2 separate regions of the Mus musculus genome follow, and region 2 is linked to region 1. Evidence: chromatin contacts called from public HiChIP or PLAC-seq data. All regions are on one chromosome and are shown on one strand. Each heading gives the region's core, a stretch centred on a gene start, on an enhancer-like site or on the middle of the called end of the contact. The rest is flanking DNA. Distances are from core to core; before and after follow the strand shown.

Region 1 (5,877 bases), core at 2,503-5,002:
TTGCTTTGCTTTGCTTTGGCAGCTTCAGCCACGTGGTGTGCCTTTAGAGTCAAGGGTAGAAGAAAGGGGTCACAGAATCTCCTTCTGTAACTAAAGAAAGCTTATGAGGTCAGGCATGTATCACAGGTGAGTGTGAGGGTGTGAGGGTGTGTGGCTGTGTGTTTGTGTGTACGTGCGCGCATACAGATGTGAGAATGCCAGAGTGGCAGTTAGTAAACCACTTTGGAGTGTTGGTTTTCTCCTTACACACACACACACACACACACACACACACACACACACACACACTAACAAGTAAATAAATTTTAAGAAGTTTAAAAAAGGAGAAAAAAAATTTAACGTTTAGAATTATACATGACAACAGAACGTGATAGCTCATACCTATCATCCCAACACTTAAGGAGGTTGAAGCAGGAGGATTACTATGAGTTAGAGGCCATCCTGTGCTACACACTGAGTTCAAGGTTAGCCTAGGCTACAGAATGAGACCTTGTCTCAAAAAGTACAAAAAACAAAACCAAAAGGCTACAGTATGTGATGAACTGGCCAGTGTGAAGTCAAAGGAAAAAAAAGCCTGAAGAAAGTATTTTAATTAACACAACAAAAGCAACTTCACTAACACAGAGGTATTCCTAGAAATTCCCAAGAAAATTCCAGTAAGTGGGAAAGAATGTGAATACATAGCTCACAGAGGAAATACAGGGTATTTAAATGTGGAAAGAATCTCATGCACAAAATAACTGCACTGAGGCTTCAGTAGAGCTGGCGAAAGTCAGAGGGGCTAACATCACTCGGAGGCAAAGCACCCGCAAAGCAGGCATTCGGCCAACAGCAGTGCAACTGGCAAAAGTCTACGTGTTCAGCAACCTGGCAACATCCAGACAACAAACGCACACATCCTTCAACACACAATTCCACTTCTCCGTCCGTGCTAAAAATATACTTGCAGATATGCAATATGAGACATGGATTTTGTTTCTTCTTTAGCAGTGGTTGAAGCAGATAACATCTTACACTGGCTTTGAATTCACTCTACAGCCCAGGCTCAAGCTCTTGATCCTCTTGCCTCAGATGCCCCTTCAAGGTCTACAGATTTGTTCCCCAGAGTGATGCTTTTAAAAGGCAGCGGGACACCCCCCCTCCAGGGCCTCCCCTTCCTCTTCTGAGTCTCCAGGTGTGCGGCTCTTCCCTACAGGAAGTGCTCCCTGCCATGATCTGCAGCATCACCATGGACCAAAAGCCACCTGACCACACACTAAGCTCTCGGAATATTTCGCTCCTCTTTCAAAGCTGATTATCTTAAGTATGTTACAGTAACGTGAAGCTAACTGACGCAGAGTAAAGTATGGCTCCTATCAGAGAAAAACTGCAACGAACTTTAAATATACACACCGGTGGTTAAGTTATGGATCCTATAGTGAAAAATACTGCACAGCCATGAAGAATAAATAATGTAGTGTCGATGAAACAAGTCAAGAAACTACTAGTCTTCAATAGTTTGTATGGTGCCTGTGTTGTCATTTGCACTTCACAGAGAGAAAAGAATGCAATGCTGTGATGGCTGGAGAGGTTTAAGTATAAATACTTGCCCCAGGAGGGGGGGGTGGGGACTGCACACGATATCTTTACGCATTACACAAAATCTTATACACATTTTACATGAGAAAGCATAGGAATATATTCCCTACTTTTAAATAAAAAAATAAATTTACATTAAAAAAAAAGACAAAAAGTCCATCGGTAGTGGCGCCCACCTTTGATCCCAGCACTGGCGAGGCTAAGGCAAGTGGCTCTCTGTGAGTTCTAAGCCAGACTAGTATACAGATAAGAGTTCCAGGGAAGCCAGGCTAAACAGAGAAACCTTGTCTTGTGGGGAAAGAAAAGTGAAGAGGGCAATAAATCTCTTTGTTAAATTATTTATTGTTATTTTACATGCATTGATGTTTTGCCTGCATGTGTGTCTGTGTGAGGGTTGTCAGATCTTAGAGTTAACAGTTGTGAGCTGCCCTGGAGGACTGGGAATTGAACCCACATCCTCCAGAAGAGCAGCCAGTGCTCTTAACTGCTGAGCCATTGTGGGTTAGAATGGTGTCCCGCGGCTGTTCCACCACAGGGCCACTCATGGAGGCGGGATTGGACACAGGAAGTCTGACTGCAAGCACCCCAGGCTGCCAGGCTGGCTTCGGGAAGCTGCAGGACCCCGCTCCAGGAGTTGGGAAGCATAGTCAGAGTTCCCCGCTGAACTGCTGGAGTTCGGCTTGGATTCTAGGGTACCACAGACACCGCAAGAGCTGGCTCTGGGGTCCCCAGCCTGCACAGAGACCAGGGACGGCAGGTTCTCACTCTTGGGCACCACAGGTGCCGCTGAATGCCTTGGAAGAGCTGAGAACAGAGTGGGTGCCTGAGGGCGGGCACTAGCCCTGGCCAGAGGGAAAAGGGCAGGAGAGCGCTCCAGCTGGTTCCCACAGAGGAGAGTCCTTAGTTTGCTTGGCTTAATGGGAAACAAGTCTGAGAGCACAAGGATATTAGATGTGCCGTCCAATAAGAAGAGGCAGTCCATGGTTTAAAGGTGTTTATTGTCATGGCTGAAAGGGGAGCTAAGAGGGTAGTAGAGGCTGAGAAAGTAGAGAAGAAGAGGCCGGCCATGGCCACGTGGAGAGAGGGGGGAAGGGAATGCAGGGAGGAAGGGAATGCAGAGAGAGGGGGAACAAGAGGGCAAGAGAGAAGCAAGAGGGAAACAGGAGTAAGAGAGGGAGGAGGGGGCCAGCAGCCCCTTTCATAGTGGGCCAGGCCTACCTGGCTGTTGCTAGGTAACTGTGGGCGTGGAGTCCAGACAGAATACCAGGAGCTTGGGGCGGTGCCCTACCTGACTAATGGCCACAGAATTAAGGAGCTGGGCCCTCATGTCAGGAGCCTGGTGTCTGGGAGCATGACAAACTTCCTTCCATACCTTGCAGAGTTATCTGCTGGGTCTCCGGGGTTTAACCCTAGCTCACCCAGAAAACAAGCTGCTTTTCAAGGTCCCAAAAGCCATCTCTCTCCAGCCCCCTTGCAATAAATCTTTAAATGGAGACATATGTAACAGCCATTCCCTGTAGAAGTGCAACACAGTGAAAGCTCAGGTTACAGTAACCCTGAACTTGAGGGATGCTCTATACACGCTAGTGAGCAACCACTGGCTGTGTCCCTTCCTGCAGAGTGTAGACATGTCCATCCGTGCACCTATGTGGCTTGTTGGAGAATAAAGCAATGGGTGTGAAGGCCCTGCAGAAACAGTGAGGAACTTTATGAAAATAAGCTGATAGACAGATGGGGGCGGGGCTGTTAGGGGCGGGGCTGTCAGGGAAGTACATGGCTGACTGAAGGAAAGAGACAGGCTAGAACTCAGCTATCTTCATATTGATGAGAAAAGAGAAGGAAAACAGACCTCAGACCCAAAACAGTCAATGACTAGAATTCCAGAACTGCAGACCAGAGAGGCCTCTGAAAGTCATCTAAGCCAGGGGACCCTGCACCACCAGCGAATGTGTTCCTCATGCAGACCCTAGGTCCTAGCACAGCAATGACCTACTCAAGTAGATCCCTTATTCTTTGTCACCGGGTACTTCAAATGCATGTTTTCGATGGAAGCAGAGATCTACAGCATCCAGACTTATTTTTTAATGAGAAAGCCCGAATCAAAGCAGGGAGTACTCACTTCACACTGTTAGTAAGAAGCAAAAGTGAAACTGGGCCTGATCTCCCAGATGGGTGCACCAAGCTTGCCCCTGAGACACCCGGCTTCAAAACCTGTGAGGCCTCTTGGCCTTTTGGGTCTCATGTATTCTACCCAGTTACAACAGCCAGCAGTGTCCATCCACTGTCTTCCGAGCATGGCAGGCATACACGGTTCCGCCTGTGTTATCAACTTCCGATTCTGAAAACTAAAGTTCAGGTCCTACTATCAAGCTCTAGACAACTCCTTAGGAAGATTCGAGGCACTGAGATGCATTTAGCATGGACATGCTGATCCCAGGCAGAGACTACCGTAAGCCAGAACTTGGTATTTCTAAGGCAGAACTTTGACTTCTCCTTACTCCGGCTGCATCCTTTCTTAGAAATTTAACCCATGCTCCTTTACGTAGCGAGGTCCTCTTGTTCCGCTCATTCTAAGCTTCATAAACAAGCACAGGGCCCCAAACCTCCAGCAATCACAAATCTTCTCCTTGCATACCATATCGTAATAAACCAGATCATTTTATTATCTCCTAACTACTTGTGATTTGCTAGCAACACCTCTGAATACCATTACTGCAAAAGGAACTCAAAAAGTTCCAAGAACTGGGATCATAAGTGTGCACCACCATGCCCAGCAACAGGAGGGGTTTTGGGTTGTTTGGTCTCTCTCTCCCTCTCTTCCTCCTTCCTTCTCTCTCTCTCTCTCTCTCTCTTCTTCTCTTCCTCCTTCCTCTTCTCTCTCTCTCTCTCTCTCTCCCTCTCTCTCTCCCTCTCTCTCTCTCTCTGCTGGAACTGAACCCACTGGCTTCATGCAAGCTAGGTAAGGGATTTACCACTGAGCCACACCATCCCTAGCCTTGACACTTTTAAAAGGCAAAGCCTGTGTTCTTTGTTTATAAATTGACTAAACCTGGATGGCAGCTGGATCCTGAACTGAAGGGAACCAGAGACCAGGTCTAGAACATTCCCAAAGGCCTGTGTGTTAATGGCTTGGTCCCTGGGATAGCACCACTGGGAAGTGTGACAAACTTCAGGAGCTCAGATTTAGCAGAGTCTTTAGGGCATGCACCCTTAAAGGGATGTTGGGGTTCCCCAGTCAGGAGGGACAGCTTTGAGCTGCTGTGCTCACAGAGTCCAGGCTGTTTCACCATAAGGGCAAGCAATGAGGTCATGGATTGAAGCCTCCTAACTCCAAATTTCCAAAAGCCCACCCTTTTCATAATTGATTCTTCTTTTCTTCTTTCTTCATTGTAACAGAAAGCTAATACCAGAGATGTTCTGAAAAGGACATGTGGTCAGCTAGCTAAATTGGAATGTGAGCCACGGAAAGTGAGCGGCAAAGGGCACACAATCAACTAACTAAATTGGAATATAAGCCGCAGAGAGCTTCTGCACAAACGGACAAGGCATGATTAGAGAGCAGGAGCTTCCTACCTGAATGGGGAGGAGGACTGGAGGCTGGAGGAGGACTGGAGGCTGGAGGAGGCAGAGAGGACTGTTTACTCAAGCCTGCCTGAGTTAACAGAATTACTGTGAATCCTGAGCAACAGACGCAGGACATCGTGAGCTGAGCATAATGGGGCCACAGAGAGGGTGGGATACCCAGCAGGTTACACAAGCCCAGACCCTTCCCCACACCTTACCATGGGACTTCTAGTGCTGTGTGCTGTAAGTAAGCTGGTTTGCTGATTTCCAGGAGCTATTGCTGCAAATAACTGAACTGTGGGCGAGGGGCATGGGAGCTCCCTGCTCACATCTGAAGTATAGGTAGCCTAAGAGTTGCAACAGCAGTCTGAAGCAAAAGTTTTATAAGGATCAACCTTCAACTTCCAAGATCTAAGACTAACTCCAGGTAAACAGCTGCAGAACTGAACCAAGGAGCCAGGCAAACCATCAACTGTGAGAGAATGGGTCAGTAGGACAGAGGGGTAAAAACCCCTCAGCCGGATCTCAGTCTTAGAACCAGTCGAGCAGTAACACCTGGGAAGGATGGCAAAGGCCGGTTACCCCTGCACGAAGGTGACTGACACATGAGGGCTGATAGGAATTTGAGGCCACGCTAAACTACATGGCGAGTTCCAGACCAGCATGGGCTGAGATCCTATCTAAAAACTAAACAAACCAAGAGCCTGGGTGGTGGTACAGACCTCTTTAATCCAG
Region 2 (5,877 bases), core at 1,704-4,203, 110 kb after region 1:
TCATATAGCAAGCTAGCAGGGTAATACCTGAGATTCAGTGCTTGGCTCAAACCATTCATTCATTCAACAATATAAAATATAAAACAAAAAACATCTAGGAACAGCATGGACCAAGACTGAGGAATCTTACCCCCCCCCCACGAGAGAGATGTGAGAGAGGAAAGACACAGAAGCAATGAGTAGCCCATCTGGAAAGCATTTGGCTTGGGGCCTGAGCCTTTGGTGCCTGGTCCTAATTGACTTCCCCAGCTACTTCCCTGCCTGGGAAACTGAGTGCTGGCGGGCTTTAGAATCACATTGTATTTCTTCTTGATGTGTATGTGGTTTGTGGGTATGTATGTATGTATGTATGTTCATATATATGTATGTTCATATGTGGGCACATGTGTGTTCAGGTGCCAGTGTGTCTTCCTCTATCACTCCCTGGCCTTTACCTTTATTTTTTTTATCCCTCTGTGACTCTCTGGTATTGAGACAGAGTCTCTCTCTCTCTCTCTCTCTCTCTCTCTCTCTCTCATCCAGGGCTCACTGATGATTGGACTAGCCTAGCTAGCCAGCTTGCTCTAGGGCTCTTGTCTCTGCTTCCTTTGTGTTGATCTTATAGGCAGGCCACCAACACCAAATCAGACGCTCAAGCCAGGCCTAGTGCTACCTCTCCAGCACCATGTCTGCCTGCGCGCTGCCAAGCTTCCCTCCATGATGGCAATGGACTGAACCTCTGAACTGTGAGCAAGCCCCACTTAAATGCTTTTCTAAGAGCTACTGTGGTCATGGTGTCTGTTCACAGCAGTGAAACCCTAAGACAGTATCCAAACTCTAATCCTACGTTTATGCAGCAAGTGCTTCACTGACAAACTCATGTCCCCAGCCCAAACCTCACTATTCTGTAAAACTTCCCTTAAGTAGTGGTCTGTGAGCAACACACCATACTGCCTCCGCTTACTTCTCTGTTTTGACACGTGTGTGTATGTTCACCTGTGGGTGGGTGTGTGCACCCACATGTATGCATGAGTGTGAAGGCCAGAGGAAAGCTTTCCACCTTCTTTTGAGACAGTATCTCTCACTAGCCTGAAGATCACCCATTAGGCTAGGCTACCTCCCCAGCAAGCTCTAGGGGTCTTCCTGATTCTGCTAAGATTACAAGTTTGTGTCACCATGCCTGACATTTTTTACAGAGGTTCTGGGGATCAAACTCAGATCCTCATGCCTTGGAGACACTGAGGCCATTCCTTCAGCCCCAAAATCACCGCCATCATCACCAGGTAAAAAATGAGGCAAGACAGCAAATACTTTAGACATTTCAGAATTTGTGACTTAAAACAACAACAAAAAAACCATTTGGGCTGGTCTTGGCCCTGATTTGTTGACTACTGGTGGAGACTCTGGTCGCCTTTGATCTCCCCATCCCCCACACAGCAGGCAAGGGGACCTTTAACACCAGACTGGACCTCGTCACTTCCCTGCTGAGTCTATTGTTCTCCTTTGCCCTCAGGATAAGGGGTAAAGTAAAACTTCCCCCTCTTGGCATGAAAGAGCCCAGAACCCTTTTCTCAAATTGCACCAGTCGGTCCTCTCCTGGCTCAGGGGAGCCCTGATTTCTGTGCTCCACTCCTCGGTCTTGCCAGGTCTATGTAAGAGCAGGCCCAGGCCCAGGCTGCAAGGATGGGGTAGGTTCACCCAGTCAGACATAACTCCTGTCCTCAAGGACACAGGAGGCAACCCGAGCCTGGTGTCCATTAGACCCTGTGAGGTTGTGGCTGTAAACTACATGGCTCTGGGTCTCCGGAGCCCTTTGACCCAAGCCATCCCTGGGCTTAGGTTGCCTGCCCTCTGTTTTCTATACCCGCCATCTCTGTCTTGTATCCACACCTCCTCCCAGGCCCTCTGCCCATCCCCCATCCCTTCTTCCTCTGGAAGGAGCAGTTGCCAGGCTCCTGATTCACAGCCTGGGCCTTTCAAATATGCAATTCCTCTGCTTGGTTGTTACCAGGGGTACTTAAAATGGTAACCGACCCTGGAACAGAGGTACAGACCCATTTAAAATGGGTGCTAAAGGTGTGTGATCCTGGAAAGCCCACTTTGCAGGAATAAACCATATAGATGAAACATTGTGAGGTGGGAACACATACACACGTATACACGTGTGTTACCCGAGGGGTGTGTGTGTGTGTGTGTGTGTGTGTGTGTGTGAAGCATGCACTGAGCATGTGACTGTCTTGACAGGCAGTAGTATCTGGACTCGGGCTGAATCTGAGTCCTGGGGTGGCAGTCCTTCCCCAGTCTAGTACCAACAAAGGAGATAAGGCTCCCTCCCGTGCTCCCAGCCACTCTTCCTTCCCGGTCCACAGCGGTGCTGGAGCATCTACAGGGTGGAGAGGGACAGAGCCACACCTCAGGAGCCAGGTCAGATCTGCCTTTCATAGAAGTTCCCAGCTTTCTGCATTTTCTCTACAAGTTCCCCCATAGGGTGACACTGGCATCCCCACCATGCAGCTGGGGAAGCAGAGGCCGGTCCCTTCTCTCCTGGCCTCAGTTCCAGCTCCCTTTTTCCGAAAGGTAAACTGGAGAGCTTCCCTCTCAGAGGCATAGCCACCCAGCCTCGGGTGCTTCCCCGCCCTCAGCAGCTTGCAGCTAAAGCCTGGATGCAGCGGTCCCAAAAGTCCAGGAAACTGAAGACTGCTTAAGACATGGGAGACATACCCACACGAGGCTCTGGAAGACCCCAGCAAAGCCCCCTCCTGAATCTCTCCATTAAGCATCCTGTGCTCCCGCTGAGGCTGCCCTGCCCTTCCCGTGTGCCCGCGGCTACCCTCTTACCCAAGGCCAGGAAGGAGAAGACCCACTGAAGGACCGCGAAGGTCTGTAACCTGCGCTCCCATGGTACCAACAGGGGGGCGAACTCCACCATGCTGAGCTGGCTCAGGAGGCTCTACACACGGGCTTTGCTCTAGGTTGAAGGGGCAGGGCCAGGCCAGGCCAGCCCCAGTCCAGCCCCAGCCCAGCCCAGCCCAGCCCAGCCCAGCTCCAGGGCCCTCCTGCTCCGCCCACGCCACATCCTTTTTTCCCCGTACCTTGTAATCCCTCTGCCTAGACCAGGCTAAAGGCGGAAGAGAAACCTCTTTCATCCTTATCAGTTCTCTTAGGCAATGCCTTATCTGCCAAACCACTATTCCCACCCTCTAGAATCTGCTCAAGGTAGGGCGCAAAGAGGTGAAACCCCAAGGGCAGTGCTTCTCAACCTATGGGTCACGACCCCAGGGGGTGTCAAATGATCCTTTCACAGGGGTCGCATATCAGATATCCTGAATATCAGATATTCACATTACCATTCATAACAGTAATACAATTACAGTTATGAAGTAACAACACAAATAAGTTTATGGTTGGGGGGGGGGGTCACCACAACATGAGGAACTGTGCTAAGGGGTCGCAGCATCAGGAAGTTGAGAACCACAGCCCAAGGAGACCGGAGTGGTGACCCCTCAGCCCTGCCCAATGATCCCCTCACTTTCTCACAGGTCCACTGCTCTGCTCTTCCTTCACAAACAAGCTGCGACAGTTGGCATCAGAAAGCCCTGTGCCCATATCTCCTCTGTCTGCCTTCCCTCTGTAACTAACCAGTAGAACTCAGCAGGGCTGCGTTCAGGGTCTTTCCATCCCCCACACCGTGTAGGTCCTCAGCTCCACACGTTACACGTTTACAACATTCCACAAACTCTGCTCACAGGTTCAAGCTGACAGTCAGGTTGCTCATCTCCTTTGGTCAGCAGGCTCAGTCACCTTAGATCCTTACACTCTCCCTCCACTTTTGCCTCTCGGCTCCCAAGCTACTTTTCCTAGGACTCCTTTGTTCTGCCTACTGTAGATCAAGCTGGCCTCTAGTCTCTGCCTCCCAAGAGTTGGGATGAGAGGTGAACACCACTAATCCTTGATTCCTCTTGCCCCTTGAAGGTTGTGTTCAGGCTGGTGGCTTGTTTCCTGTCTCTCTGCCCCACGTCTAGACTTGAAGATCCAGGTGGTTCCTTGACCATCCATCATAGCTTGTACGTCTCACTGAACTCAACTTTCATCCCCTGCCTGGGTCAGCTCGACTCTTTCACACCATGGCAAAGGACAACTTCACTTCCTGAGTTGCTGAGGTTATAGCCAGAGTTTCCTTAGAGTTATTGTTTTCCTCCAGCCACACCTGTTGTGTTTTATGTTGAAGAAGAAGAAGAAGAAGAAGAAGAAGAAGAAGAAGAAGAAGAAGAAGAAGAAGAAGAAGAAGAAGAAGAAGAAGAAGAAGAAGAAGAACCAGGGAACCAGGATATGTTTAGCAGAGGCTCAGTATGATGTAGGGGTAGTGCCTCTGCAGGCCTATGCTGAGGTATCCTTTCCCTCTGAGATACCAGCCATACTACTGGTATAGTATAGAATAGAGTTTGTTTAGGGCATAGGGAGGGGATTTTAGGGAGTAGAGACAGAGAAAGGCAGAGACAGAGAGAGACAGAGAGAGAGAAGAAGGAGAAGAAGAAGAAAAAGAAGAGGAGGAGGAGGAAGAGGAGGAGGAGAAGGAGGAAGAAAATGAAGAGGAAGAAGAGAAGGAGAAGGAGAAGGAGAAGGAGAAGGAGAAGGAGAAGGAGAAGGAGAAGGAGAAGGAGAAGAAGAAGAAGAAGAAGAAGAAGAAGAAGAAGAAGAAGAAGAAGAAGAAGAAGAAGAAGAAGAAGAAGAAGAAGAAGAAGAAGAAGCCAGCCACAAACACATGGAGAGAGAAGGGGAGAGGAGCAGGGAGAGAAGGGCTAGAGAAGGAAGAGAGAAGAAGGTCAGAGAGTAAATGGGCAAACACCCCTTTTTATAGTGAGTCAGGTATACCTGGCTGTTGCCAGGTAACTGTGGGCAGAGCCTAGAAGGATTGCTAACAACATCCACCCATCACTACATCTATTCATTCTTCTGAATGTTTCCCTTTGGGTGAAGAGACGGGTCAGTAGTCAAGAGTGCTTACTGTTCTTGCAGAAGACTCAGGTTCTGTTCCCAGCATCCATCTGTTCACAACCACCTGCAGCTCCTGGGGATCTGACACCTCTGCCCTCTGCAGGCACCAGTGGCAGGCGCCAAACAGGAGCTACAGTGGGCAACTGAGCTCCCTGAAATCGGCCCACACCCTTGCTCGGCTATGATGGGTACACTCCAGAAAAGCGTAGCTTTAAAGATTTCATCCCAGGGTTGCCTCTGACTTCTGATGTGCCTTCTCAGGTTTGTCATTGTCCTTCTATTCTTTTGGCTTGGTGTCAGTGGGCAGTGGGAGACCCTCACCACCCATAGCCTAGTGTGATTACTTCCTGGGTGATAGCCTGCTCTGTTGGGCAAATTTCCTTCAGATCAACATGAAGATAAAAGTTTTTGAGGTAATGCTGTTTAGATGAATTAATAGTGACTTATGGAATTCCGGTTTTAGGAAGTTAGCTTGATTTAAGTAATTTTGGGAAGTCAGGGCAGTTGCTAGAAAGTTTAAAGTTAGAATCAGGAATAGACTGTGCCCCTTCTTCATAGACTGCCCAGAGCTGCACGAGTTTGCAAAAGGGGCACAGGGAGCTTTCATGCCTTACAATCATGTAGTTGAAGTAGCAAGAAAAAATAGGCTTGGGACAGGTTAATCATCCAGGGAAGCATTCACTCTAGGTTGGGCCTGAGTTCTCTGATCTTGTGATCTAGGGATGTGGTAACAGGTTGCGGTGTGCACCGTGAAATAGAAAGGTTACGAATAAAGAATAAACAGTTCAATTATGAGTATAAGGGCAGAGAACAGATGACTAGCCAGTCTCTCTGATCGAGACTTCAAAATAAGGCGGGAGACAGATGACCTGCTCCTTACTAAGTGCAGGTCGTCCCCAGCCA

What was found. HiChIP or PLAC-seq counts read pairs in DNA pulled down with a chosen protein or histone mark.
Region 2: a contact with region 1 is called in an H3K27ac HiChIP or PLAC-seq map of microglia, with 4 times the contacts expected there. The contact joins the promoter of Mogat2 here to the enhancer-like site in region 1. A contact is called at or near these places in 3 of 39 promoter capture datasets (the 3T3-L1 cell line, cranial neural crest and liver), 5 of 484 Hi-C or Micro-C datasets (Sertoli cells, brain, conventional dendritic cells and 2 more), 3 of 115 datasets of contacts at active chromatin or transcription factors (craniofacial prominence, embryonic stem cells and microglia) and 2 of 9 other capture datasets (adipose tissue and embryonic stem cells).

The regions. Positions count from the first base shown.
Region 1 is chr7:99,125,424-99,131,300 of GRCm38.p6, forward strand. All of the region lies in intron 1 of Uvrag (UV radiation resistance associated gene), which reads right to left. Among named protein-coding and RNA genes, the nearest start is that of Uvrag, 13 kb to the right of the region's middle. Within about 2 kb of position 3,753, at least 66 of the 459 cell types and tissues checked have an H3K27ac peak or open chromatin away from gene starts, as enhancers often do. A contact at or near this core is called in craniofacial prominence, microglia and reprogramming fibroblasts, where this site is marked.
Region 2 is chr7:99,235,658-99,241,534 of GRCm38.p6, forward strand. It overlaps Mogat2 (monoacylglycerol O-acyltransferase 2), which reads right to left and starts at 2,954. Exons shown (of 6, transcript NM_177448.4): 1 at 2,818-2,954. The coding sequence starts at 2,908.